4 separate regions of the Mus musculus genome follow, and all the other regions are linked to region 1. The links are chromatin contacts, called in public Hi-C and Micro-C maps. All regions are on one chromosome and are shown on one strand. The core of a region is the stretch at or near the end of the contact, and the rest is flanking DNA. Distances in the headings are between cores, read along the strand shown. Region 1 overlaps Lpp (LIM domain containing preferred translocation partner in lipoma). Region 2 overlaps Lpp (LIM domain containing preferred translocation partner in lipoma). Region 3 overlaps Lpp (LIM domain containing preferred translocation partner in lipoma). Region 4 overlaps Lpp (LIM domain containing preferred translocation partner in lipoma).

The links. Hi-C and Micro-C count contacts between places; a contact is called where the count stands out from the background.
Region 2: a Micro-C map of muscle stem cells shows a contact between it and region 1, with 6 times the contacts expected there. The contact joins two enhancer-like sites. A contact is called at or near these places in 6 of 484 Hi-C or Micro-C datasets (the C2C12 cell line, embryonic fibroblasts, muscle stem cells and 1 more), 5 of 115 datasets of contacts at active chromatin or transcription factors (CD8 T cells, the NIH/3T3 cell line, cardiomyocytes and 2 more) and 2 of 9 other capture datasets (adipose tissue and liver).
Region 3: a contact with region 1 is called in a Hi-C map of cumulus cells, with 2.8 times the contacts expected there. The contact joins two enhancer-like sites. A contact is called at or near these places in 6 of 484 Hi-C or Micro-C datasets (the C2C12 cell line, cumulus cells, embryonic fibroblasts and 1 more), 2 of 115 datasets of contacts at active chromatin or transcription factors (CD8 T cells and bone marrow-derived dendritic cells) and 2 of 9 other capture datasets (adipose tissue and liver).
Region 4: a contact with region 1 is called in a Hi-C map of the C2C12 cell line, with 2.1 times the contacts expected there. The contact joins two enhancer-like sites. A contact is called at or near these places in 3 of 484 Hi-C or Micro-C datasets (the C2C12 cell line, bone marrow-derived macrophages and muscle stem cells) and 1 of 9 other capture datasets (adipose tissue).

Annotation. Positions count from the first base shown.
Region 1 is chr16:24,730,479-24,736,795 of GRCm38.p6, reverse strand. The region is part of intron 7 of Lpp (LIM domain containing preferred translocation partner in lipoma); the gene reads right to left. Among named protein-coding and RNA genes, the nearest start is that of Mir28a, 94 kb to the left of the region's middle. Within about 2 kb of position 3,300, at least 49 of the 459 cell types and tissues checked have an H3K27ac peak or open chromatin away from gene starts, as enhancers often do. A contact at or near this core is called in the C2C12 cell line, the NIH/3T3 cell line, adipose tissue and 2 more, where this site is marked.
Region 2 is chr16:24,492,640-24,498,956 of GRCm38.p6, reverse strand. All of the region lies in intron 3 of Lpp (LIM domain containing preferred translocation partner in lipoma), which reads right to left. Among named protein-coding and RNA genes, the nearest start is that of Gm24440, 89 kb to the right of the region's middle. Within about 2 kb of position 3,301, at least 100 of the 459 cell types and tissues checked have an H3K27ac peak or open chromatin away from gene starts, as enhancers often do. A contact at or near this core is called in the C2C12 cell line, the NIH/3T3 cell line, adipose tissue and 2 more, where this site is marked.
Region 3 is chr16:24,511,720-24,518,036 of GRCm38.p6, reverse strand. All of the region lies in intron 3 of Lpp (LIM domain containing preferred translocation partner in lipoma), which reads right to left. Among named protein-coding and RNA genes, the nearest start is that of Gm24440, 110 kb to the right of the region's middle. Within about 2 kb of position 2,671, at least 41 of the 459 cell types and tissues checked have an H3K27ac peak or open chromatin away from gene starts, as enhancers often do. A contact at or near this core is called in the C2C12 cell line and embryonic fibroblasts, where this site is marked.
Region 4 is chr16:24,910,584-24,916,900 of GRCm38.p6, reverse strand. All of the region lies in intron 10 of Lpp (LIM domain containing preferred translocation partner in lipoma), which reads right to left. Among named protein-coding and RNA genes, the nearest start is that of Gm52245, 28 kb to the left of the region's middle. Within about 2 kb of position 3,015, at least 143 of the 459 cell types and tissues checked have an H3K27ac peak or open chromatin away from gene starts, as enhancers often do. A contact at or near this core is called in the C2C12 cell line, adipose tissue and muscle stem cells, where this site is marked.

The DNA of each region.
Region 1 (6,317 bases), core at 2,051-4,550:
GGTACATGAACAGGATGGAGCTGGGTATAAACAACTGGTTATAAGGATTGCATCTTTAGAAAGGTACAATTCATATGCAGTGTTCACCCCAGAAAGCTCTGTGCTGAAAGCTTAGCTTACCAGTCATGAGAGATGACAAGATCACAAAAATGCTATTGATTCAAGGATTGATCTTTTGGTTCATAGCTGGATGTACAACTAAGAGATAGGGCCTAGCAGCAAGAAATAGGTTGCATGGGGTGTTAGGGAAACTGACCTGTCCTTCAACCCTGCACCCCTCCCCCCTTCCCAGACTTCCTCTGATAAGCATTGCCCCACCATGCCTTCCAGTTGCCATGATGCTCTGACCCAGTTCAGGCCTACAGCACTGTGAGCAGATAATCTGTGAAGTGATGTGGCAAAATAAATCCTTCCTCCTTTGTTTCAGGTAACAAATATACCCATGGTCCATGGGAGCCTACAGTGATCTGAAATCTCTGACCCATGGTGAAGACAGAGAGAAGTAAGCAATACAGAAAATATTTAGGAAAGGAGATTCTGTCTGGGACAGTGAAGCCTAGAAAAATTATCCAAATGTCTTGCTAAGGGAGCTGGCTAGTCAGTGACATTATGTTAACCAACACATAAGAACAGACTCTGGAGAGAGACTGGCTTTCTTTCGACACGGGGAAGCTTAGAAGAAGCATTTGAAGTGCAAGAAATGAAGTAGAGCATAGTCCTATAACACCATGACAACACTGGTAGCTGAGGTCACCAATAGGCCTTACAAAGGATGTTCTGACTCAAAGGGAAAGCACATTTGAGAGGCACAAGAGGAACAGCTAAGGTGATTCCTAAGTGGGACTGCTCAGGAAGGAGGAAAGTAAAGGAAGGGTGTGGCATGTAATAGCCTTAAGTGGTCACTGAGGACTGAAGGAGCCTCAGGATTGGTACTGGGCAGGCCTGCTGTGAAACTCTGAAAGAGGCCTACAAAAGGAGGATGAGAAGAAGGGCCAGAAGCCCAGAGCTGCAGATTCCTGGCTGGACAAGAAAAGAAATACAGACATTGAGTGGAGGTAGACATGCTCAAGAAGTTGAGGGGAGAGAAAGAGAGAGAGAGAGAGAGAGAGAGAGAGAGAGAGAGAGAGAGATAGATTGGAAGAAACACAGGAGTGTGATGTTCATATGATGTTAACTTTATGAGTACAGAGTTAAAATATGGACAAGCAATTACAAGATTTAGGCTATGTTGACTGTAGCTGGGTAGAAACACAGCAATGAGGGAGCAATAATCAAGAGCCCATCAAAAGGGTACTGATATGCTCTAAAAGGACTGGATGCAGACAGTAGAGCAAGCTATATGCTGTGTGGTCAGAGAAGTAAAGGAGACAATGTTATCATAGGATAACAATGATAACAGTGTGGAACACTTACATCACAACTCCTGCATCTATGACTCCAGGAACTTGGAGGAAGAGGGGTTAGAAAGACTCTAAGAGTCAAATACCACGACAAGGGCTCTAATGGCCATGTAGAAGAGGGAAACTTTCAAAGGATTCTACACCAAGGCTAAATCTATAGGCTGCTAGCAGAGGGAGGATTAGTACCTCGCAGAGTGAGCCCTTCAATAAAAGTGGTTAGCCATGAAACTCTATACACAGAAAAAATACAATATATGGACTCAGCAAGATGTATCCATATAGTCTTGATTTCATATATATGCTTGTGTGTGTATGCAAGAGTAATAATCAAATAAAAAGGCGTGATCAATTTGATAATGGGTCATGAAAGTAGCTGGAGGGTAGCTATCTGGGAGAAGTTGGGAGAAGAAGAGGGAAAAGAAAATGAGGTAATTCTATTTAAATTAAAAAGTTATTAAAGATTTTAAAAAAGATAATCTTTTAGTTCAATTGCTATCATCGAAAAGCAGAATGTAAGAATAAGGCTAAGGAGAAGAGGCAACAGCCAACCCCACAAAGACTGAGAACAGGCAGTCACTCTTGGACAAGCAATGTTTCTCTTTCATCTCAGGTTGGAAGATCACCATTTTTTGCTTACTGTCCCTGGGACCAAACAGGAATTGGAGGCATCTAGATTTCATTAAAATCCAATCAACTGGCTTCAAGGAAGTGATGGTCTGGGAAGACCTGAATGAACCAGTTGTCAGCCAGCCTGCTGCTTTTAACACCCTACTGTGTGGACTTCTGTTTTCCTAGTCAGTCCACAGATATCCTTCACAGCTAATCCCAATACATACCTCAGGCTGGTTCTATTTCTTTGACAAAACCTCTGGGACATTATGAGGGCTTCTGTAGATCTTTGACTTTGGGTAGAAAACAAATCATAACAAATATACTGGTGTCCCAAGACTAATATGCTCTCCTACTACATTAACATTTTTCACCATGTAAGAAAAATAGGCCAGATATTTTTAAAGAACCATGACTTCCTCCTAAGAATGTAGGAATGTATCTCCCACCAGCTTCAACAAGGTGGGGGCATGAATCTCCAAGTGCCACAGAACAAAGGGGAGCAAGTTCAAAAACAAAATTCCTCCCCAAATCAGGCAAATTGTTTTGAACACACACACACACATTAACTTTATGAGTACATAGTGTTTATATATAATATATATATAATATATATTATATATACATATATATACATATATATATACATATATATATATATACACACACACACAGACACACACAAGAAATTTATTGAGAACAGTACTTTGTTTCAACAGCATCATTCTTCAGGACAGTATATCAGGACAGTGCTTAAAAAAAAAAACCCACAATTGTCATTTTCTAGCCAATGGCTACATAGTAGCACTATGGTTGACAAAAACTTTTAAAGCTAAGCACTTACCTCCTTCTGTTTTTTTTAAACTCCATAATATTTAGAATAATAAAATTAGATCCTGACTAATTGACATTTTTTTCCATTTTTTATTAATTGCTTTAGTTTTCCCAACTTTTTTTCTTGATCACAGACTCCTGACAAATATACTTTTTTTTTTTCCGCATTGAAATACTTACAAAGAGAGTAAAGGATTTAAGAGCGCGCTGTGACATCTTAGGGCTGAGACTGGTGAGAACCAGGTTTCAAATGCAGGCGTCCTACCTATTTTCCTCCTTTTGTTCTTTCCTCTACATATTTCTGCACAAAAAGGCTTAGAGTACATCCCCATCCACAGAAATATATTCCTTGTAAATACTTCAGGGATGCTTTTGGCATGGCTTAGAGACTGCTCAGGCCACAAGAATCCATGTAGGAATGCTGGTTAGCAGAGCCTGCCTTGTCTGCTTTTTGGTAATACTCAGTGAAGGCCAAGTGCCTATGAATCATGACAAAATTATTCTTACTCTCTTATCACCTCTCCCCCTTTGGTAAGTGATTGACTATTAGACACAGGAAGTGCATGTCACTGAATAAATTATGAAAAGTCAAGACTCCATCTGGGCTGGAACTGAGAGAGAGGGAAGATCATTCATGATAGTAATGGAAGCTTCAGTGAGCCCTGGAAGGAACATCTACTTAATCCCAAACATACCCCAATGCTGAACCTGTGCTGCAGGCATTGAAGGCTCAGGTAGCTGTGGTATACTCTGCTACACCGTGACCCACTACAAGTGGCTGCAGAGCTAGCCTGGACTGCTGCAGCATGGACTGATCAAAGCAGGTAAAGTGTATGAAGGGGCTGCAGGAGCTGTATTTAAATCTATCAGAAAGAGTCCCAGGAAGGAAATAAGTTAAAAAAAAAAAAAAAAAAACCTCACACCATAGACGATATTTAGAGAAAATGAGAAGAAAAAATAGCTTAAGGTACTGGTGAGCAACATCCCTGACTGAGAAGAAACAAGCCAAACCAGTAAAAGTGAAAGCATAATAGGAAAGGATGTGGGAAGAGAAGGGGATGGAGGGAGAGGGAGGGAGAGGGGGGAAGAGAGAAGGAAAAGAAGGGGAGGGGAAAGGAGCAGGAACTGTTATCTCTGGGGAAGTAGAAAGAACTATTTCCTCAAATGCTGACATTCATATTTAGAATCCTAACTATTCCTTTGTTTTAAACATACTAGGTCAAGGATTCATATATGCAAGGACAAACCACTTCCTTTAAAGCAAAAACCTCACCTTAGTTTTCAGCCTTACTATAGTTGAGATCTAGGTTTCACAGTGTCAGCTGTGAAAGATACAAGGGACTGATTTTCTAGAAAGAAAGGGGGAAAGAAAGAAAGAAAGAAAGAAAGAAAGAAAGAAAGAAAGAAAGAAAGAAAGAGGAGAGAGACAGAGAGAGTGAAGGGAGAGAGGGAAGAAGGGAAAGAGGGAGGGAGGGAGGGAGGGAGGGAGGGAAGCAAGGAGAAAGGGACAGGGGAGGGAAGGAAGAGTAGGAAGAAAGGAAGGAAGGAAGGAAGGAAGGAAGGAAGGAAGGAAGGAAGGAAGGAAGGCAGGAAGGCAGGCAGGCAGGCAGGCAGGCAGGCAGGAAAGAAGGAAGGAAGGAAGAGAAAAAGGAAGGAAGGAAAAGGAGGAGAGAGAGAGGAGTAGAGAGGTAAGGAGGCAGAGAGAGACCTGGGGAGAGAGGAAGGGAAAGACCTAGAGAGGAATAAAATTATAGTTTATATCTTTATAAATATAGCCATACGAACTGCATATATCTAAATATGTATATACATGTGTATAATGGGTATATATATATATATATATATAAAGGCACACATAATGATTCTTATAAAATTAATAAATATGCTAAATTGCATATTTAATACATCTACAATATGCTATGGTTTGGATCTAGAATGTCCCAAAGCACTGCATATATTCAGCACGCTCCTAAGGATGGCGCTGCTAGGCGAGCCACTGGACAGCAGAGCATACAGAATGAGGTTATAGCTTGAGAGCAGGCACTGGTTCGGGCATGCTGGGCCTTAGGCTCCATCTCTAGTTTCATTTCATAAATATGAAGCAAGCAGTTATTTTTCCATGTGCTCTCTATGATATTATTCTGCCATCATAACAGGTCCCAAGCAATAGAATCAACCCATGAAGAACTTAAACTCCTCTTCATAGACTGCTCTTCTCAGGCATATTTTTACACCCATTAACACAACACTTATTTAGAAATTTATGAAATATATCCATAAAAACTATACACGCAGAATGGCAACCAAACACATGGCAAATGGCACAATATAGAATCGTTAGGTATAGGTACAGAGAAAGGATCCTATGCTCCCAAGTCTTACAAGTATTAGTAAGCATTGCCTTCTCATGTTTTAAACACATTATTGTGTAATACAAACATGTATACTCAAATGTGAATACAAGTCGGATGCCACAGAGACATTTACAAGGAAGGATATATATATGTGTGTGTGTGTGTGTGTGTGTGTGTGTTTGTGTGTGTGTGTGTGTATTGCATGTTAGTCCTCATTTCATTCAAGTAATAGAAGATTTGCCACAATCAGAAAAATAACAGAATTTAAATCTTTAGTTCAAGTTTCAACAATTACAGATGGGCTGTATTAGAAAGTAAAAGCTGACGAAATATTATACAGATAGAAAACTTAAGCCAAGTGGGTAACATAAGAAAGACAGTTAGCAATCTCTCAATCTGGCAGGGAATGCTGGGAATTGAACCGAGGCAGGGAGTTACATCCTAAGCCCCTGAATGAGGATCTCAAGTTATGGAGAGTAGAATGCTAACACAGAAAGCAGACTGTTCTCTGAAGGTGTGTGATCCTATTTACCAACCTGGATACCGTGTCTGGAAGTCTGTTCAGTGATGACAAACAGCACCATTACTCTCCAGGCCACAGGGAGAGGCCGCCTCACTTCTCCTTTCCCAGTTCCCAGCATTTTACACAAATCACTGCTAAAGATGCAGTGTGCAGGATGATAATGGCTCTGGACACCTGTAACAGCTTCAAGGGCTTCGAGGCAGTGTTTCTGATTCTTTTCTGAGATGTGAGAGTCAGATGTTGGACAGCAATACATTGACAAGCTTTACTATGTCCAAACACATCCCTGAATATCCCTGCAGGTTACCAAGACCTTGCCTCTAGCTCCATGTTTACAATTGGTGAGGAATAATTAATAGAACCTGATGGCCATTATCAGGTAGCAGGTGATGTTGCCTTGTTATAGAGATGTAAAGGGCTCAATGTATTCAGGCCTGCCACATGCTTCAGGTGTAAGCTCACAAACCATTGGCACAGGAAGCAGTTTCTTGCAAACTGGTACTACCAGGTAACTCTGTCCACATAGACCTGATTGTTCAGCTCACATAATTTAAAGTCAACCTATCCGTCTGAACCCAAGAAAATTCTTGGTGCATG
Region 2 (6,317 bases), core at 2,052-4,551, 240 kb after region 1:
TAAGAACTGAAACAACAAAGACAGACGTTTTATTGGAGAAGGGAATGGAGACAAGACATGGAAAGGGCTGGATTCCCTTCCTGACTTCAAAGTTTGCCAGTCACTGCATCCTCCATTAGACTCCAACCATAACTAGGGGTTCATTCCTAGAGAGTCCCAAAGATAAATACTGCTCACACTGGGGCATGTGCCATCACTCTGGGGTTAAAGTAGTAACTACATAATGGTAACAGGAGTTGGCCCCAACCAACCACTCTTCTACCTTAAGGTCTGAAGCCTGCAAGGCTGGCATATTTATCTAGGGCTGGGCCTAATCTTGGGAAACCATTATTATTTATTACATATGAAGCACTTTCTATCTGCAGAGTGCTTCGGAATTAGTTTTTATCAGTTACTCAGCATTCTTGAATCTAAACAAAGCCCAGGCCCTGGTGGACGATGGCAAACCCCAAGATTCACTGACTCATCACCCTGCAGAGGTCCACTCCCACCCTCCTGGGACCAGAGCTAAGAGAGCAGTCAAATCAAGAGCACAGTGCTATCCAACACTGACTCCTTTTGAACACCTGGCATTGGGCTCAATGTCTGGAGTTACGGCAACTCTGGACCTCAGATTTTACCCTTTAGAGCTATTTGAGAGGGCTGTTGTGGTTCCCTCTGTGGTTCTAAGAAAGTGTAATTAGGTTCAAATATCATGTGAAGGAATGTAGGACGTGTTCCTACATAGCTCAAAGCCTGAGTCGCTGTATGGATATAATTCCACTACCAAACATGGTATTGAAAGGGAGAATACACAACAGGGTTTCTTCTCCCATCCTCAATTTCCAGACTAAGAAGAAATCTCAAAACACAGAAGAGAAACTTTTTCAGAAAAATGAGAGTTGACAACTAGAGAGACAGAGACAGACAGACAGACAAACAGACACAAAGATAGAATGAATGAATCTAAGAAATACTTTAAGAGGAAAATGTGAGTTTAAGAGAAAGGCTTGTTTTTCTTAATACTCTCTGTGTGTTTGTGAGTTAGTGCTGATGGAAATTAGGAAGAACTGAATGCAGAGCTCTAAACGCTGAAGGATACAGCTTCCCTTCACTACAGATATCCCAGAGAACAGTCAAGTTTTATCCATCACCAGACATGAACACTGGAAAAGAGCCTAAAGGACAAGAGGGCACCTGGGCAGACTGGCACATGCACACAACATGATGCTGCTCACTCAGGAGGCTCAAGCGGGAGGCTGACAAGTGTGAACCCACTTTAGACTTTGTAAAGAGCCTTTGTCTTCACACAACCACACAGAGGCAGAGACAAGGGGCACTGGTGCTATCTGTCTCTAACTGGGGAAACAGATAGCACCGATAGCCTTGGGAGCCAGGGCCTAGAGGATGACTGCAAATTCAAGGCCAGCCTGGTCTACAGGATAAGTTCCAGGCCAACCAGAGCCACAGATTTACACTACATAAACTATCAGGTCCTTTCCAGGTCTTGATTTGTGGTTTACTTCAGAATATCTGCACAGAGCCCAAAGCTTGGCACTAAACAAAAATTAAGAGAATGATTAGTTCGTCATTGCCCTAAATAAGTGAAGGCAGGCACGCACGAATGAGCAGTCAGCAACCAGAACTCCTTACCACTATTGTCCATCAGCGGGGCAGGCATAATTCAGCTGAGAAGAGAAACAGACTGACACATAGCCCTGCTAATCACAGAACCAGTCACCAAACATCACAGCATTCAAGACTAATGAAATAGCATCCCCTACCATCCTCTGGTCTGCATAGAGCTGTGTATGGGCACACCAGAGTGTGGGCCCTCATGCTGCTTTATCAGGAAAGCTAAACCTTAAACAAAAATAAAGGTACCAGCCTAAAACCACAAACACTCTCCATCCTGCCACCTTCTCACCAAATGCCCAACAGCTCTCTTTGAGCCTCACTGTGGTCATTAGTAAAATGAAGGTAACACTCACAAGCCTGCCACCCTTATGGACAAGGTATAGAGAGCTGGTGAATTACTGAATGTGGAAGGGGTTAGTCCACTGTAAAGCGCTTATAAGCCTACGTCATCTATCATACTCCCCAAAGGATTAGTCATGGTCAATAAATTATTACTGTTTATATGACTGGTCTTTCCTGTGGTTTCCTCATAATAGCACCACGCATTTGTAACCATTAAAATTTATGCTTTTACTGAAGCAGAAGATGCACTGGTCTCGGTGTCCCTACGTCTACCTCTGAGCTATTTGTAGAGACTGCTAGAGAATCCCAGAAATCGTGCTTGCTCTTTACCCTTCGGTTCTGGCCCTGAGAAGAAGTCAACATGCACAGTGTTCAGTGCCTTCATTCTTTTATACTGTACAGCACAAAGTGCTCACACTCAGGTCATCTTTAAGATGGTGCCACCCAGACAAGCAAACGGTTGCCCTCGACGAGCACCATGGGTTGGAACTAGGTGATAAAGGGGAGTCAGACGCTACACGGAAGAATCTGATCTCGATATTACAGTGAACACCTAAGGCAAAAGTGTGGCTTTGTCTGGGCTCTGTTTGGTGTTAAAGAACACAATGGCAATTTGATGCAAATCGATCCACTTGGTACTGCTGAACAAGAAGGAACAACATGAAACACAAAGAAACTGATCTGTAGGCTTTGGGGCTAGAAGAGACTTTCAAGGACCAATCGTATTTGCCAGACAGAGAAATGAGGATCTGGAGAATGAAGCATGACTCAAGAGTGAGCTCTGACATGGCTTCCCCAGAACACAGACCTCTTGTCTCCCGATCTCTCCAAAGCAACCCCTCTGTTATACAGCTTCATCTCTGCCCTCCCCTTTCTCCCAGGACCAGGGGGCTGCTCTATAGCCAGCCTAAACTGTAACAGGGAAATGTAGTTCCTGCAGGGTCCTTAACAAGGGAAAGGGGGACTCCTAATGCCCTATGGCTTTCTCAGAGCAGTAACTTTCTACAGTTACTTGGGATAGACAAGCTGCCATTGCGATATAATAACCACAAGGCTGGAAATCTGTCAAGAATTTCCTTTATCTTCTGTCAGAGAAAGTTCCTTTATCTTATGTTAGAAATACACCTTGCGAATGGGGAGAGGTCAGCGTTGACTACAACCATCTACCAAAAGGGTAAGTCACAGATGCCCGTAACAAGACTACAGCACTTAGGGATAACAGATTGCAGAACCCATAAAGACAGAAAGCATTCAAAGCCTTTCATTGCCTCACACGCAGATGACCACACTCCATTCTTCTCTCAGTCTTATTTAACATCTGTGACAGCCCAGTGACTCATCCAGTCCCTGCCTGGAAAACTCTCTCATGCCCAGTTCCATCTTGTAGAGTGCAGGGAAGCAGTGGGACCTCCCTCCTGCTGGCCCCACTTCTCCCATAAAGCAGGCTGAATGGATAAGAGCAGCAATGACTGGGCAAGGCCATGGAAAGGCTGCATTGAATTAGTGTAAAACTGTGGTGTAAACCTGCGCCATGTACTAGATGCCTCCCTACACACACTGATTGTCCAGAGATAAGAGAATGGGGAAAGGAGGTGGACCAAGGTGGAAGAAAGGCATAATGTGCCTAGGATCGAGAAAAGCTCTGCCAAGCACAGGGAACAGTCTGCCAAACATACTTAAGGAAGTCACAATGGAAATGCAAAGCCAGTATTTATTCTGTCTTTTTAGTTCAAGTCACAGAAAGTATCTGGAAGAATTAGAAAATGCTTTGTTTGGGGAATTCCACAGGAAATGAAATTATCTCAGACAAAATTAGAAGGAAAGCAAACAGATACGTTAGATGTCTTGGAGATCACAGCATCCAGCCACTTCACGGCTGAAAAAGGCACGCCAGGAAGAAAGTGCGTTTCACAGTTGAATGGCAGTCGAACTGGGCAGAAAACCTATGTCTGCTGGCTGTAAGAATGATTTCTTAGTTCCCATCCCATGCTAGCATTGATTTGAACACTAACTGAATTAAGCCGACTCATGTCTGAAGAGCAAAGGGAAAATAAACTTTTCCCTGTGGCAGATGCCTGGAACACTGGCTTCTTTCTCAGAACTTCACAGTTCATGTCCTACATAACGTGGAAATCAAGGAGCAAGCGCCCTGTTTCTTCAGTAGTGCACGTACATTTCTTAGCAATGCATTGCATGTCTGGCATCCTCGTCGGCTCCCTCTCCTGCTCCTCTTATTACCATATTAGGCACTGAGTTCCAATGTCTGGGTCACAGGACTCAGGCTGTGAGTGTGAGTGCAATCTGCTCTCTGAGCTGTTTGTCTTTACTGGAAGCCCACTGAGTCCATCTAGGAAACATTCACAGAAATGCAGAGGGCAGGGAGAAGTGATTCACACCCTGAACTTAGAAAGGGGAGAAACGGTGCTTTGGTTTGGTTTTGATTTGTTTTCTTATGCTCACTTAAAGGGACGAGAACCAGATTGGAAGAGAGGGCGGCAAGGTTAGCAAATCTCAGAGGCTTCTGTTCTCCACCGTGGAAACACGGGCCATGGATGAAGCTGTGTGAGGAGAGATTCCTGAGGCCTTGTGAGAAAACTCAAACAAACAAACAAACAAAAACAACAACAACAACAAAACCCAAAAAACAAACAAACAAACAAACAAAAACAAGACAAAAGTCTTGTGAAGTAAGTTTCTTTAAAACAAAGAATGCGATTTTGTGTTCCCCCCACGTGAAGGCATGGGAATGAGTTTACTGCAGCTGTTTTAGTCACGTGCCTCTATGGGAAAACATTTCTTGTCGTGTCCTTTTCATTGTGCATTTAACTCTGGCGACTCTTCTTAACCCTCAGCGTATAAACTGTCCAGTGCTCTAAATAAAGTTGGCTATTACATGAGACTTTAATCAGCTTCCCTTTTAGGTCCCACTCTCCCAGGTTCAAGCTGCCAACGGGAGCAATAAAACCTTCACAATTGTATGTATCTGTCTATGGATGTGTGTCCAAGAGCACAGCCACGCTTGTGTGTTTGGAAGTGAGAGCTGTTGTAAACTTAAGTGCTAGGGGGGAAAAAGTTCATTCCAAAGAAAGCAAGGCACAACTGCGTAGACAACCAGAGCCTGTGCTGAGCCTTTGTCTTCCTGCATGGCACAGGCACTTCTTCCACTGGTATCGACTTTCAATTTTTGGAAACTGCATTTCAGAAGTAAAAAAGGTATTTGAAATATCGCTGAAATTTTTATTCCATTTAAAACATTTTAGTTACCTACACATCCCAAAATCATATCAAACTTAGAAAGGTTTGACTAGGAAGACTAATTATTCTAGTGAAAAAGGGAAAAGAGGTCTTAGAAGTAGAAATCCCTTGCCCACTAGTACACAACTCAATAGGGTGGAAGCTTACTAATATTAATGTAAATGTATAAAATCTTGCGTTTTTAAAAAGAACCCGATGGAATGAAGAGAAAGGAAAAAGCGCTCTTTAAACTCTGAGCTCTGAACTCCATGTAAGACTCATACAGAATGTGGTCACCCACAAGACACCTTTCCTGGTTTTGGTATTCTATTCTTTATCTTTCTAGTAAGGACTGAGAACAGGCAAGGGTCACATTCTATACGGGAAAATCCCCCAGAGATGATTCTAATTAGAATCTGAGAACCTTCAGCTCTGTGAAGTTGAACAGTGAACAAGGTAATATCTGCCATATAATTAGTTATTCTGTAAAACAGACATAATCATTCCCATTTTATAGAGTAGTTTAAAAGATTAAACAGGCTTTTAATGAAGTATCTAACAGTGCTTGACATACAACTAAGCACTTAGTACCCTGAGCCTGTCAATAGCTTTACAATTCCTGCTGAATGACAGCGATTGCTGCAGTGCGAAGGCATGAATCAGAACCAGCAAGCTTAGGTTCAAATTCCCATGATTCTCTGCCACAAGTGAACTTGGGCAAGCATGCATAATCTTGTTCAGTTCAGTATCCATAGCCTCAGAGTCACCATAAGATTCACATGAGACCTTAGCTAGAAAAGTTCTCCAGAAATGTCTTTGCAGGGTGAGAATATGAAGTGTGATCACAAAGGGCAAAAAACTACAGCATCACATGATCACAGCTGGAACTGGAACACAGTGCCTCATGGACACAGCTGGAGCTAGAGCACAGTGTCACATGGACAAAGCTAGAGCTGGAGCACAGTGTCACATGATCACAGCTGGAGCTGGAGCACAGTGTCACATGGACACAGCTGGAGCTAGAGCACAGTGCCACATGGACACAGCTGGAGCTGGAGCACAGTGTCACATGATCACAGCTGGAACTGGAGCTGGAGCACAGTGTCACATGATCACAGCTGGAG
Region 3 (6,317 bases), core at 1,422-3,921, 220 kb after region 1:
TTAAGGCCAAGTGTCCTTATGTCCTCAGTCTCCTGCCATGGTGTGTGTCTCACACACACACACACACACACATACACACACACTCACACGAACGTGTGTGCCACTGGGCAGAGGGGTGAGAGAGCAGCAGGTCTGGTCGGGATGCAGAGCCTCCTTGCTTCCCCTGTTCCTGCTCTAGCTTCCTCTCCAGCTGGGACCACACCCTCCCCATGACCTTTGCGGCCTTCTCCTCCTTCTCACGCCCTCAGAGTGTCTTTCTCATTCAGACACATTAAGCACTATGTAACTCAGTGTGAATTCAAAATCAGGACATTTTCAGAATTACCTAAGAAGAATTTCGAAATGCTAATATTGTAGTCTACACCCAAACGATGTAGAAACAGAGAATGGATCAACCACTGGCTAACATTTTGAGAATCGAATAGGCACTCCTGGGTTTTCTATAAGCAATTTATGATTCGCCATGTAAACCATCATTTTACTCAGTTTCTAATGGGAGAAGCCCCTCTGCTTCCCTCAAGCTTCCAAACATGGACTCTCTTAAATACTCTCACCCACTGTACCAAGGAAAGAGTGCCTCCTCTCCTTGGATTTCTTACCCCATGACAGACTCTAAGAAGATACTTGGGAGGGAGACCCAGATTTGATACTGAAGACTTACGTCCCACCTTTGGCACAGAGGAGTGTTTATTTCTGCTTGGGGGTTAATCCTTGCACCACAGACCTTGACATCGTTACATAACATTTGTTTGCTCAAGTCTCAGCAATCTAAGTGTGTCCTTCGTTTGAGGTTGCATCAATAGATTTGCCAGCCTAAATTACAGAGCAAATGACATCAGTCTCTGCTCAGATAAACCACCCCAGTTTCCTCACTTCTAAACTGGCCCTGTCCTCCTGTTCCAGACTGCTGTTGTTTTTTTGTTTTTCTCCTAAAGAACTGTATTGACATTGGAGAGTGAGGAGGGCAAGAAGCCAAGCAATATCAGAGCATCTCCTACCCTCTGCCTTTCCCTTTCTATTGGGATCCCTCTGTTCTCCACAGGAAGGGAAGGGGCATGAGTTACTTGATTGTGTAGAAGGGCAAATGCAAGGCAGTCCCTTACTCCAAACCTTGAGACTCATCTGACTACTTGGAGTGCATACTCCCTTATCTTCCAGGCTGCAGGATGGACAGATGTAGCCCCTTAATGTGGAGGGAATGCCTGGGAGAACGTCAAATGGTTGCCATGTTGGCAAGCCCACTGAGCTGAAAGACTTAAAGACCTCTCTACAGTGCCTCTCTGCCTGGCATCTGCATCAGCTTTAACTGGTTTACAGTAAGTACAAAAGAACAGAGAAAGAACAGCAAATGGAACTTGAATGAGGATTGGTGGCCAACTGTTGGTGAGATGCAGGACTCTCAGTATGTCTCCTGCTCTAACACACACTGAATGATCACTGCCTCATACCTCCATGCTTCCACTGTTGCTCTTGCTCCTGGATAGCCTGGCATGGCCTTCCCACATCCTTTCCTGTCCCCATCCCAACCCCTCACCTTCTCACGTGCAGCCAGTTTCTGGAATTTGTTCTTTAAATGCTCCCTGCAAATCACCTCTTCCAAGTTTCTGTCCTCTGTCACTCTGAGGTCACACAGACATTCTAAATCTAATGTAAGTCCAATGTCGACAGGACTGAGACCTCCTGAATTATCAATGACTAAGTCCATTCATTTCCAAATCATCCTTTCCAGCCCTCTTCCATTCAGCCAAGTTAACAAACATTTACTGAGATCTTATGTGCCAGGTCTCTTATATTTTGTGCTGGCTAATTTCATGCCAACCTGACACACAAATGAAGTATCTGAAAGAGGGAAATTTCAATGGAGAAGATGCCTCCATAAGGTCCAGCTGTAAGACTCTTCTTAATCAGTGACTGATCCGGAGGACCCAGCCCGATGTGGATGGTGCCATCCCTGGACTGGCAGTCCTGGGTTCTACGAGCTAGGCAAGCAGGGTAAGCAATCTAGTATGTGGCACCCATCTATGGCCTCTTCATTAGCTCCTGCCTCCAGGTCCCTACCCTGTTTGATTTCCTGTCCTGACTTCCTTCAGTGATGAAGGAAGGAAGGAAGGAAGGAAGGAAGGAAGGAAGTGTAAATCAAATAAATCCTTCCCTTTCCCAACTTGCTTTGTGGTCATGATCTTTGACGGCAGCAGCAGGAACCCTAAGACACATTGACCATCATCTTTCCCACGAAGAAGATATAATCCTCAGTCTCAAGCCCACACAGGGCTGTACCCACAAAGGTACACCATTCCAAGATCATCATACTGTCTGGGGTGTAGCCATGAGAACTCATCTACTGAAGCAGAGCAGCAGATGCAGATGGAAGTGAGCCACTAGGACGCTAATTCAGACCATGTGCTTTTAGGTTTGGAGGAGGAAAAGAATTGCCACTGAAGGAGTGGGAGCAGTCACAAGAAGAAGGCAAAAAGAAAGTCCTAACGGGCACTGCTCCACGGAAAGCCTAACTGGTCGATGTGAACAAGACTCCCATCCCCAAACTTGCTTTGAAAACAGAGGTCTGGATAACTGTGGTTTTGTCACTAGATGAATAACAAGCCCTGAGGGTTGCTAGAATTTCAAGACCCAGACCAGATCCACTCAAATATAGCTGGAAGCTTTCTAGTAACTCTAACGGTGCATGGGCAATGAGCTGCACAGAGAAGTGAGTCACTTACTGGAATCTGTGCTGCCTACATTACTCAGCTGATATTAATACACCCACTTGTTCATTAAAGTTTAATTGGAGTTCATGTGAATTGGTTTCACTGGATACTTAATCAAAGAGGACTGTTAGTGTACAAAGGGCACACTTGCAAAGGTGGAAAGGCAAGTCCTCTCTTGCCTCCAAGCACGTCCACAAGGATGAGGCAAGGACCGATGAGGAAGAGGAGCAGCCGCTGTCTAGACTCACCCCAAAGCAAGAAAGAGTAAATCAAACATTCTGTGTAAAGGACCAGGAAGGAGCATTCTCCAACTCCAAAGCATGACCAGAATCCACCCAGGATACAAATGCTAACACACTTAAACCGGAATGTGCTCCTTCTAAACCCTTCTGGATTCAGTAACACGGCTGCGGGGCTCCTTTTCACCTCCAGGGCACCTGTCTTCCAGCTGTATATCTTTATTTTTAAAATGGGTGGATAAGAAAATTAACCATCATTCAACATAATCACACACTTCTCTTGTGCTGACAAGCAAACCATGAACACAATCCCAAACGCCTATTTATACAATCAGGGCTGTCAGTACCCTGTTATTTCTTATCGGATAGCTCATTAATCAACATTTTAGGAAGTATTAGTTTTTAAGGCTCAAAAAACAGACTGTGTGCAAAGTAAAGAAGAAATAGATTTGGGGTTTGGTGGATTTGATTATCTCATCAGCATTTTCTTATTTCTGTTCATCATTGTTAATATGCAAGACAACTTTGCCCCCAAACAAATCAAGGTGAGGTAAAAACTTGGCAATATACCCTATTTTGATTCCCTAAAGGAACTTGGAAAGCTTTTGACTGAAGGGCAGACTAAATTTCTTCATAATGATACTGAGATGTAATTCATATACAAAATAAAGTCAGAGACTTGTACTAACATCACCGTAATCTAACTTAAGGATATTTTCAAGGTTTCCAAAAGTAACCGGTATCATCCAATCTGAAGAAACAGAAGAATGTAAGCCAAAGAGAGGAAAATCCTTCATTGTCCTCTACGCTACCCTTGCCACAAAAGCTTCATTTCTAAACTTGTGTGAAGTGGAAGAAGGGGTGTAGGATATACAGACTCCTGTGAAGGTAGAGAATACGCAGGTATATGACCTTAAAACATACACGCTGATATATATCTGATGCATAAAGCACACTAAAAAGTATCACTAGACTCTGTAGACCTCAACAAAGACCATCGAACTCAGAAATTCAAGGGATCGAGAAAGTCAGCCACACAAACGGAAGCCTATTCCGTTTGCTTCTGCTGCAGCCCTTCAAGAAGAGAACAGTACACTCAGAAGTTGCCGCACGAGAAACTACACAGTACGATGGAAGAAAACCATGATCCATAACGTGCATTCTCTGCTCCAGACTTCCTAGGTGCCTCAGACTCTGAGGGATTCCAAAGCATTTGCCTAAGAGAATATAATTCTTTCCACTTTCAAGCAAGCAGAGTGCTTGGACTTCCAAGCGAGTCCAAGTCAGCAAGAAGTTCAGGAGCATTTCCCATCCCTCTGTCATCTCGGCTGAGGACATGTTGGGCTCTCTAATAAAACCAGCCTGTAATCAGAGCTGGATCCTAGAGTCACTTTGGTTGGTTTGTTCTGTTGTTGCTGTTGTTGTTTGCTTTGCGGTTTTGTTTTGTTTTCTTATGTCTAGAAACATAATCTCTCATATCCAACATTTTTATTTTCATGCAAACCCAAAGTCATTAATATGCTGAAGGAGAACTTCTTCCGCTTAACATTTCTGCCAGCATGAAACTCTGCGAGGTGCCCATCCAGGTTTCGCATCAGCATGAGTGCGCCTCTTTAAATTCATACAGCAGGTTTGCACATCCTGTTTCCTAATCACCATGCAAAAAGGGAGGTTTGCCTTCACCTCTCCTGTTCATTAAAGCAAGTTTCAGGAAATACTTTGACATTTGAATTTTTTTTTTTTTTTTTGAGAAACACATGCTGGTTTAACTGAAAGTCCTAGAGTTTTAATTATATTTATACTTAATTCTTAGCAAGTTATAGATGGTTTTAACCAACCTACTTGAAGAAGAAAGTTAAAATGATTATTATTAGGATAAATTCCTACTTTGTATAATCTGGTAGCACTTGGTAACATTGACCCCACTGAACTCAAGGCAAGGTGGCAAAATGGATCCCACCCCAGAGTCAAATGCTCTGGGATTGCATCCATCATTGCTTCAAGGAAACCCCCTGTGCCTCCCTCCATGAGCCTCAGTTACATACTATAGAAGGGCACTCCAGAGAATCGCTGCCTTGTCTGCCTCTTAGCGACACTACAAAGTACACAGAAAAAAATCTGTGTTCAAGTGCTTTAGAACCAGAAAGCCCCACACTCAGCAGAAGGCTTCATCTTAACGTCCTTTCCTATAAAGGTTTCGTTCTAATGATATGAGCAAGTGTTTCTATTTTGAGTAGGTAAGACAATGCCCCCAAATCCATACTATCAATTCCAGGAAAACACACATACACACACCACACAGAAACACTGTCCAGCTGCTGCTTGGAACACGGAGGCACATAAAACATGGGATCCTAAAGCAGCCACCAGCACAGAGTCCATGTCCGCAGAGCACCTGGAAAACTGTCTGCAATATGCCCACTCGGAAAAGCTGCCTGATGGACCTAAATTAGAGTGCATTACTATTGAAGACATTTCTACCCGGCCCCCGCCTGGTACTTTCGAAGTTTGTCAATGCTTTCTAGAGAAAAGAAATGTCAGACAGCTCTAGGACAGGCTTCAGGCGTGTACAGTTCAAGGAAAGAGAGAACCAGCCAAGAAGAGCCAGAAAAATACCACTCTTGGCCCACTTTTGGCCAGTGAACTGGCCTGTGGTAGGCACAAAGCAACTTTCCACCACAGTTTATCAGGCACAACGTGGGTTCCATTCCACTCCTCTACTGTCACTTAGGGTCCCTGTTCCCTTCACTATCTGCAGATATCAGAGGTCATAGACAAAGAAACCCAAAGCTCTTCCAAGGACATCAGTGGCTGTGCAATTGCCACTTCTACCTCCAAAGCTAAACTTTTTCATTGTCCTTGAGTAAATGGGCATGAATCTACAGGGTCCTTTTTCCACTGAAGCCCAAGAAAGCAGAAAGAGCTAACGCCATAAGAGATGTTATGTCCTAAGTACTATTCTATGTACATTATTTTCACTCATTTAATCCTCACAATGGAACTTATTTCACTGATGGGGAAAATGGAACACAAAGAAGTTGTTTTCCAAGGTCACATTTTATAAGGTGCACTAAACTTAGACAAACACCTTTGGTGGCTGTCCCTTACCAGAACACAAAACTGCTTCCTCTAAGGCAGCTCAAGTGCTGCTGGACACCCACCACAAACCATGGGCTTCTGCTTGCTCTCATGTGCCATTTAGTGTTTGTTTGTTTTTCAAAGTTATTCCCACAATGGTACTGGGAGAGAGAATTAATTCCACAGTGGTATTAAGATAAGTCAAAGCAGATGCTGAAACCCCATGAACCCGTTTAACTGAAGTTTTAAAACATTAAAAAAGTTTCCTGCCAGTTTCAAATTCTTTGGTTTT
Region 4 (6,317 bases), core at 1,766-4,265, 180 kb before region 1:
TCCCAGCCATGAGCTAGTTCCTATTGGGAGAAACTTGTTCACGCTCTTCCTCTTTAGATGTCATCTTAGGAAAGGCTTCACACTGTAATTCAAAATTCCTATAAACATACTGGATTCATCACTATTGAGTTCAGTGTTGGAGAGAATGGGAATCGGGAGAGATGGCTTAGCAATTTATAGCCATGGCTGCTCTTCCAGAGGACCTGGGTTCAATACCCAGCACCTACAAGGTACTAACTCCAGTCCTAGGATATGTTATGCCCTTATCTGTCCTTCACAGTACCAGGCACAAATAGGGTACACAGACTTATAGAATACATGTAGAATTCCCATACATGTAGAATAAATAAATTCATTAATTTAAAATAAAGAAAATCTATATTTTGATTTGGACATTAAAAAAAAAAAAAAGCAGCCCGTGTTCTGGCTTCTAGTTACCTGCTTGATTTGGAATGCTAATAATTCTTGTCTTTACTCCCTCACATCTTTTCCCAGGCAACAGTCAAATAAAATTACCAATTATTTTTGGAGTCTTTTTGATAGGCCCTTTGAGGAGAACCCCAACTGCCATAGCCAGTGTCCCCTTTCAGCTGGAAGGAGCCATATCAGTGACCATCCCAATTCCACAATAGCATTAAGGGATGCATCTTCATAGGAGAAAGGAGATGAGAAGACACGGATATGAGGAAGAAACTGGCCAGCTCAGGAGACTGCAAAGACCTCAAGGAAAACCAACTGTTCTCTGTCCAAGTTGGCCAAGACAGACATTGTAAACGTAACTTTTATTCTCCGGTAGTAACTGTTGTCTCCAAAGCTTACTGCCTCCTTCAGCTAATCTAGGCCTAGTTTTGGAAGCTTCTAGCCTCTGTACAATCTAATCTGGGGCTAGAATGTTTCCTGAGACTTACTGCTGAGCAAATTCATCCTTTCTTGGTCTTCCTGAACCCTAGCTGGCTGGTTCAACTCTCCTGTCCTGCTCTCCATGAACTCTAGAATATCCTGTACTGTGCGCTTTTCTTCCGGTGCTGTCTGTCTCTCCATTAAGCAGCTTTCCTTTCCCCCTCCTCTCTTTGGAGAGTTGGGCATATCCTATTCTGTCAAATCTTTCTCTGATTCATCACGTTTCCTGCCACTCAATTCAAACATGAGTGCTTCCTTCTACAAGCTAATGTTACCTTCATTGTTTGGGACTAAAGGTGTGTGCGAAGGGTATGTTTGTATTCCAGCCAGATGGATTAAAGGTATGTGCTAAGATCTGAACCACACCCTAACTAGAAGCAGGTTCAAGTATCCCGTACCAAGAAGTGTCCTTGGGCCTCATGATACACTCATCCTTGCCAGAGGCTTAGAGATGCCAAAAATGTTTAGGAGTCCTCATTCTTGATATGTTTCTTAAATGACTTTAAGGTCGCCTCTCCTAAAAAAGCAATGTTAGTGTAGCAACAAAAACTCCTTTATGAAAAAAAAAAAAACTTATGGTCACATGAATAGCATCTCTAGCCTGGGTGTAGACCTCACATCACAGTTGGAATGTGCCAATCATTTGGCCAAGGGATCCCCTCTTGAAAGGCAGCTCATCCCTCACCACTGTGAACAGTCAGATGGAATAGTAACTCTTTAATGAGATGCTGCAGCTTTCCTTACCATAACTCCTGTTCTTAGTGTAGAACCTTACCAGGCCACAGCCATACAGCTTTGCAATGGAAGTCTGCCTGCTGTTCTGAATCATTCAGACAAGGGTAATGTCTCCCTTTCTTTTCTATAGGAGAGGAAGGAGGAGGAGGAGGGGGAAAAGGGGAGGAGGAAGAGGAGGAGGAAGAGGAGGAGGAGACCTGTGTCACAGAGCAAGACAGAAAATGATCACTTTGAATCAATTTTCAAAGACAAGATGATGCTGGAATTGGTCATATAGCATTTAGGCATAAAAATGTGAACAAGATATTTCAGTACCAGGCATAGAATCAGAAAGGCAAGGTCAAACATGATTTCTTGGGGACTATAAAGGAGGCCAGGATCAGTATAGTATTAGACAGAATGCATGGGGTCAGACAACTGGGGTCAAACACAAACCTAATTCACAGAATTTCTACATGTAAAGGTTTAGACAATTCTATGATTTTAATTTATGAGCAACAATTAGTGTGTAGGAACAGTCACACATGAGGCATCATGGAAAGACAGACTGGACTGACTTACATACGTTACAGCCACTTGAATTGTCCCTCACTCCTATGGCATGTGGCAGTCTGGGAAAGAACATGCTGGGAGCCTGACTCTGGCTTTCTAGCAAACTATGACAAAGACAGGCTTCATGCTCTGCCGGCTTCTGTCCTGTTGTGCTTTGCCAAGTCACTGAAGCCCACAACCCTTGGTCGGCTCAGAGCCCAGAGCTGTATCTGTGTTTCCAGGACAGCTAGCTAAACACAATGCCTCTCAGAGCTACTCTATTTCTTGAGGAGAAAACACAATCAACAAATTTGTTGTCAGGGCAGATTTGTGAGGCTGGCAGTTTGAGATCTAATTTTAAAGCTTGTCCAAATTTTGGAGAGGAAACCTGCCATTTCAACAGGAAGAAAAGGAATGAAGATTAAGGAGGTCTAGCTCAGTCAGGATAGATATTTTTTTAAAAGATTATAAAAGGGGGAGCACCATGGCTCACACTGTACAGAAAAGTGGAGTATGCTGGCTTCAGAAGGATTTACGCTGGACCTCTTTCTGGAAACAAGTGCCAGGAAGTCATCTGTAATAAGCATTGCCTAACAGACAAAAAGACAGGGATGGCTCCAAGTTCAAGGTGTCTCTCCTAAATCATGTGATAGAAAATGCAGATGTGTTCACATCTGGAGCAGGAAACATGGTTTACTCTTTAGGTTGTATTTTAGCTGAGCCATGCTTTAATTTAAGCTCCTCTTTCTTTCAGCTTTAGAAAGTAAGGCGCTTCACAGAGAGAGATATGGAACACGGGGTGTGGCTAAAACCCACAACACTCAGGGAGCAGATTCTCTGTTCACTTACTCATGGTGCTGCCTCCGCCTCTTCCCTGCTGCCAAAGACCTTTCAGGAAAAGCTGGTAATGGATGAGTGTGTAAGAAATAATGAAATAGCTAAGCAGTCTTTGCCTTTTGGGAGAAAGCCCAAAGTCCTTAGCAAGACCTCTGTCCATCTCAAAACCCGCCTTACTTCAAGCTGCTCTCTCGGTCTCTGACCACAGTGGCCTCTTTCAGGTCCTCAAGTCAGCAAGTTCCACTGCCTGAGACGTCTAACCTCCTGTCCACTCCTCAGCTCAGTAAGGCATCACTTCCTTAGGAATGAGTGCCGTGACCCTTCTGTCTGTTCTTTATTGGAAATGAAAATCCTAAACCAGACTGAAAGTCTGCTTCACTGACTGTTCAACATCCACAGCTTACAAACAGCAGCCTCCTAGATGAGTTTTGTTAATAGGTAAATATATTTTTTCCTTCCCAAAAAATAAGGTGTCCCCAATTTTCAAAACAGAGAAATTAGAGGTTAAATTACCTAACTGGGGTGAACCAAGAACATATGTTTTAGTCACTGGTTCAAATTAGATTATTATAAGGAACACATATAGGAACAATATATAAGTTTATTTTACTTAGAGAAAGCTAAATCAACCACAGTTTGTTCTGAGGTACCACAGCTTCCTGTTTCAGACTGAACCACACCAATACGAATGGCTCTGGAATGGTGACAGAGAGCAAAGACAGGCTAGACATGCATCGAAGCATCCCTGCTTTGTGGCTCAGCTTAGTCATACTTCCAACCGTGTCTTGTAATTATCACCTGAGTCCCAGCCCATGGAGTATGGTAGAAGGAACATGGGGTCACTCTTCCAGGATGGCAATCAGCTGCAGCTCCTGATGAGACCCTGGCCACCATCTTTCCTCCTGTGTCCAAGGCTAAGGCTGTAGCCTGTGGGCCTTAGAGCTCTAGAGCAATGGTAGACCTGGCAGCAAAGTGGGTTCATGTCCCTGAGTCCACAAGTGGAAACCAACAAGGAGCCATTATTGAAAAAATAACTATTGTATTAAAGCACTAAGTTTTTAAATATGCAATAATAATATAACATAACATCAAAAACATATAGATGTAATATGTTGTCATTAATTTAACTAGTATTGGTGTGCTTATACACACACACACACACAGACACACACACACACTACCACCACTATGTGTGTATGGTGGTCAGAGGATAATTTTGGGCATCTGCTCTCACCTTCACCATGGGCTCCAGGCATGAGGGCAATAGCCTTGTGAAGCAAGCACTTTAAACTACTGAGCCCTGGGCCTGGCCTTGATGTTTATTGAGTTCCCTTCAATGTAAAGGTCATGGCCAGATCAGCACCAGCCTAAGGCTCTGATTTCTGGTGCAGCAGTCCTTCCTTCACTGCATAGACTAATTTCTGTCACTTTTCTCCTTTGTGCTGGGGCTTTTTTTCTTAAAAAAAATCCTTGGTTAGCACATGAAAATGCATTCGGAAAAGGTTGCTTTCTTTTCTTTGCTCCCTCCTTGTCCTACTGAGCCCAACAAAATATAAATTGAGAGCAAGACAGTGGCAGAAGACAGTACCTGAGTCATTCAAACTCTGCTGATCATTCACTTTAAATTAGACCCTCAATCAACCTAGGCCTCCCCACCCCAAAGTTTTTATACGATATTTTATTGTTATGTGATTCAAAACAATGCTAAACTGTCAATGTCAGGCCTCAAACTTGAAAGTCTGGTTCAATTGATCAAGGATATAGACCTCGGTACGAGAATTAAAAAATGAAAATTCCCATGTTAATTCTAATACAGCCAGAGGTCAGAAACACTGAACACACATTGAGAACTGCCAACTACCAATGCGAAGCACCCATGTGTAAGTACTGTAGCAGAGGATACAAGGCAATGTTGCCAAAACACTTCTTAAAACCAGGCTCATTTTATTTCCTGAACGATGCTATCCTTTCTTGTGACTTCTGCCCATTACTCATATGGTCTCAGCCAGAGGTTCATGAGAAATCTCTAAGAAAGGCCACCTGGATGTCAGCTAAGAAAAGGACTCCTGGCTGGGCATGGTGGTACATACCTGTAGTGCTAATGCATACCAGGCAGAGACAAAAGAATTGAGTGTTATGTAGAAGCCTGGGCTACATAATGAAACCCTGTCTCAAAAAACAAAACAAAAGAGAACCAAAAGAAACAAAACAATACCTATAGAAACCAGCACCAAATATAACCATAAAAAAGAAGAAAGGAAGGAAGGAAGGAAGGAAGGAAGGAAGGAAGGAAGGAAGGAAGGAAGGAAGAGAGGAAGGACAGAAATAACTGTCTCCTGTCCTGCAAGGGAAATTATACACTTTGTAAATCTACCACATAAGACAAGAATAAAAATAAAGTCCCTGGTAGGTAAAGGCATGTGAGTTCATGAAGGTTCCAGCTGTGCCCAGTATCTGCCATACTGATCTGCACATGAGGATGCAGCTTCCCAAAGGTTCTCTTGGTGACTGGACAGAGAGGCAGAAAAGCTGCCTCTGCACAGGAGTGGGGTGGCTTCCAAGAGAGCCCGAATATGAATATCCTATTGAATAATGAATGCCACACACATGCCACAAAGGAAAACATGGGCCTCAGCGGGGCAGGCTGCTGGTTACCTGTGCTTCTGCACAGCAGTGAAGTGAGTAGCTACATCACCTAGGGGTCGGCCTCAGTTTTTCTCACTAGGGTGGAGGAAGGCCTGATTATCTTTACATTTGCTGCTCTGTTCCTCCCTCAAAAGCAACATCAATTTCCTTCTGTCAGCCAGCCCCTCAAGAGAAGCTAACGGCTACAACAGCTGGGCTGTTTGAGATGTGGACCTGTGCCCACCAGAGGCACTAGAGGCACACGTCACTTACAGTCCCTGGACTTTCCCCACATCATGATTCACTTCTATTCTTTAGTTTTGTTTTCTTTATGAGCAGCTAGCCTCATACCAAAAAGGGAGGGGAGTTTAAACAATCCTTTATTAAATTTGTTCCTTAAGAATTTCATATGTGTGTGTGTGTGTATGCATGTACATTTGTATGTATGTGTGTGTATACAGATACATATATACATATATACATATATATTCTTAATTACTCTTAGCCTAACTTCCCTTCTCTCCCTCCTACCCCAATCAACCCCAGTCCTCACAAACCAGTCAGTGTTAGTTAGACATTGTTTTATTCTAGTCTACACAATGTGGGGGAGATGGAGAGAATGTAAAAGCAAACTGAAAATAATTTTGGCAACATTCGTAGGAAATGACTAAGAGGATCGGAAATGCAAT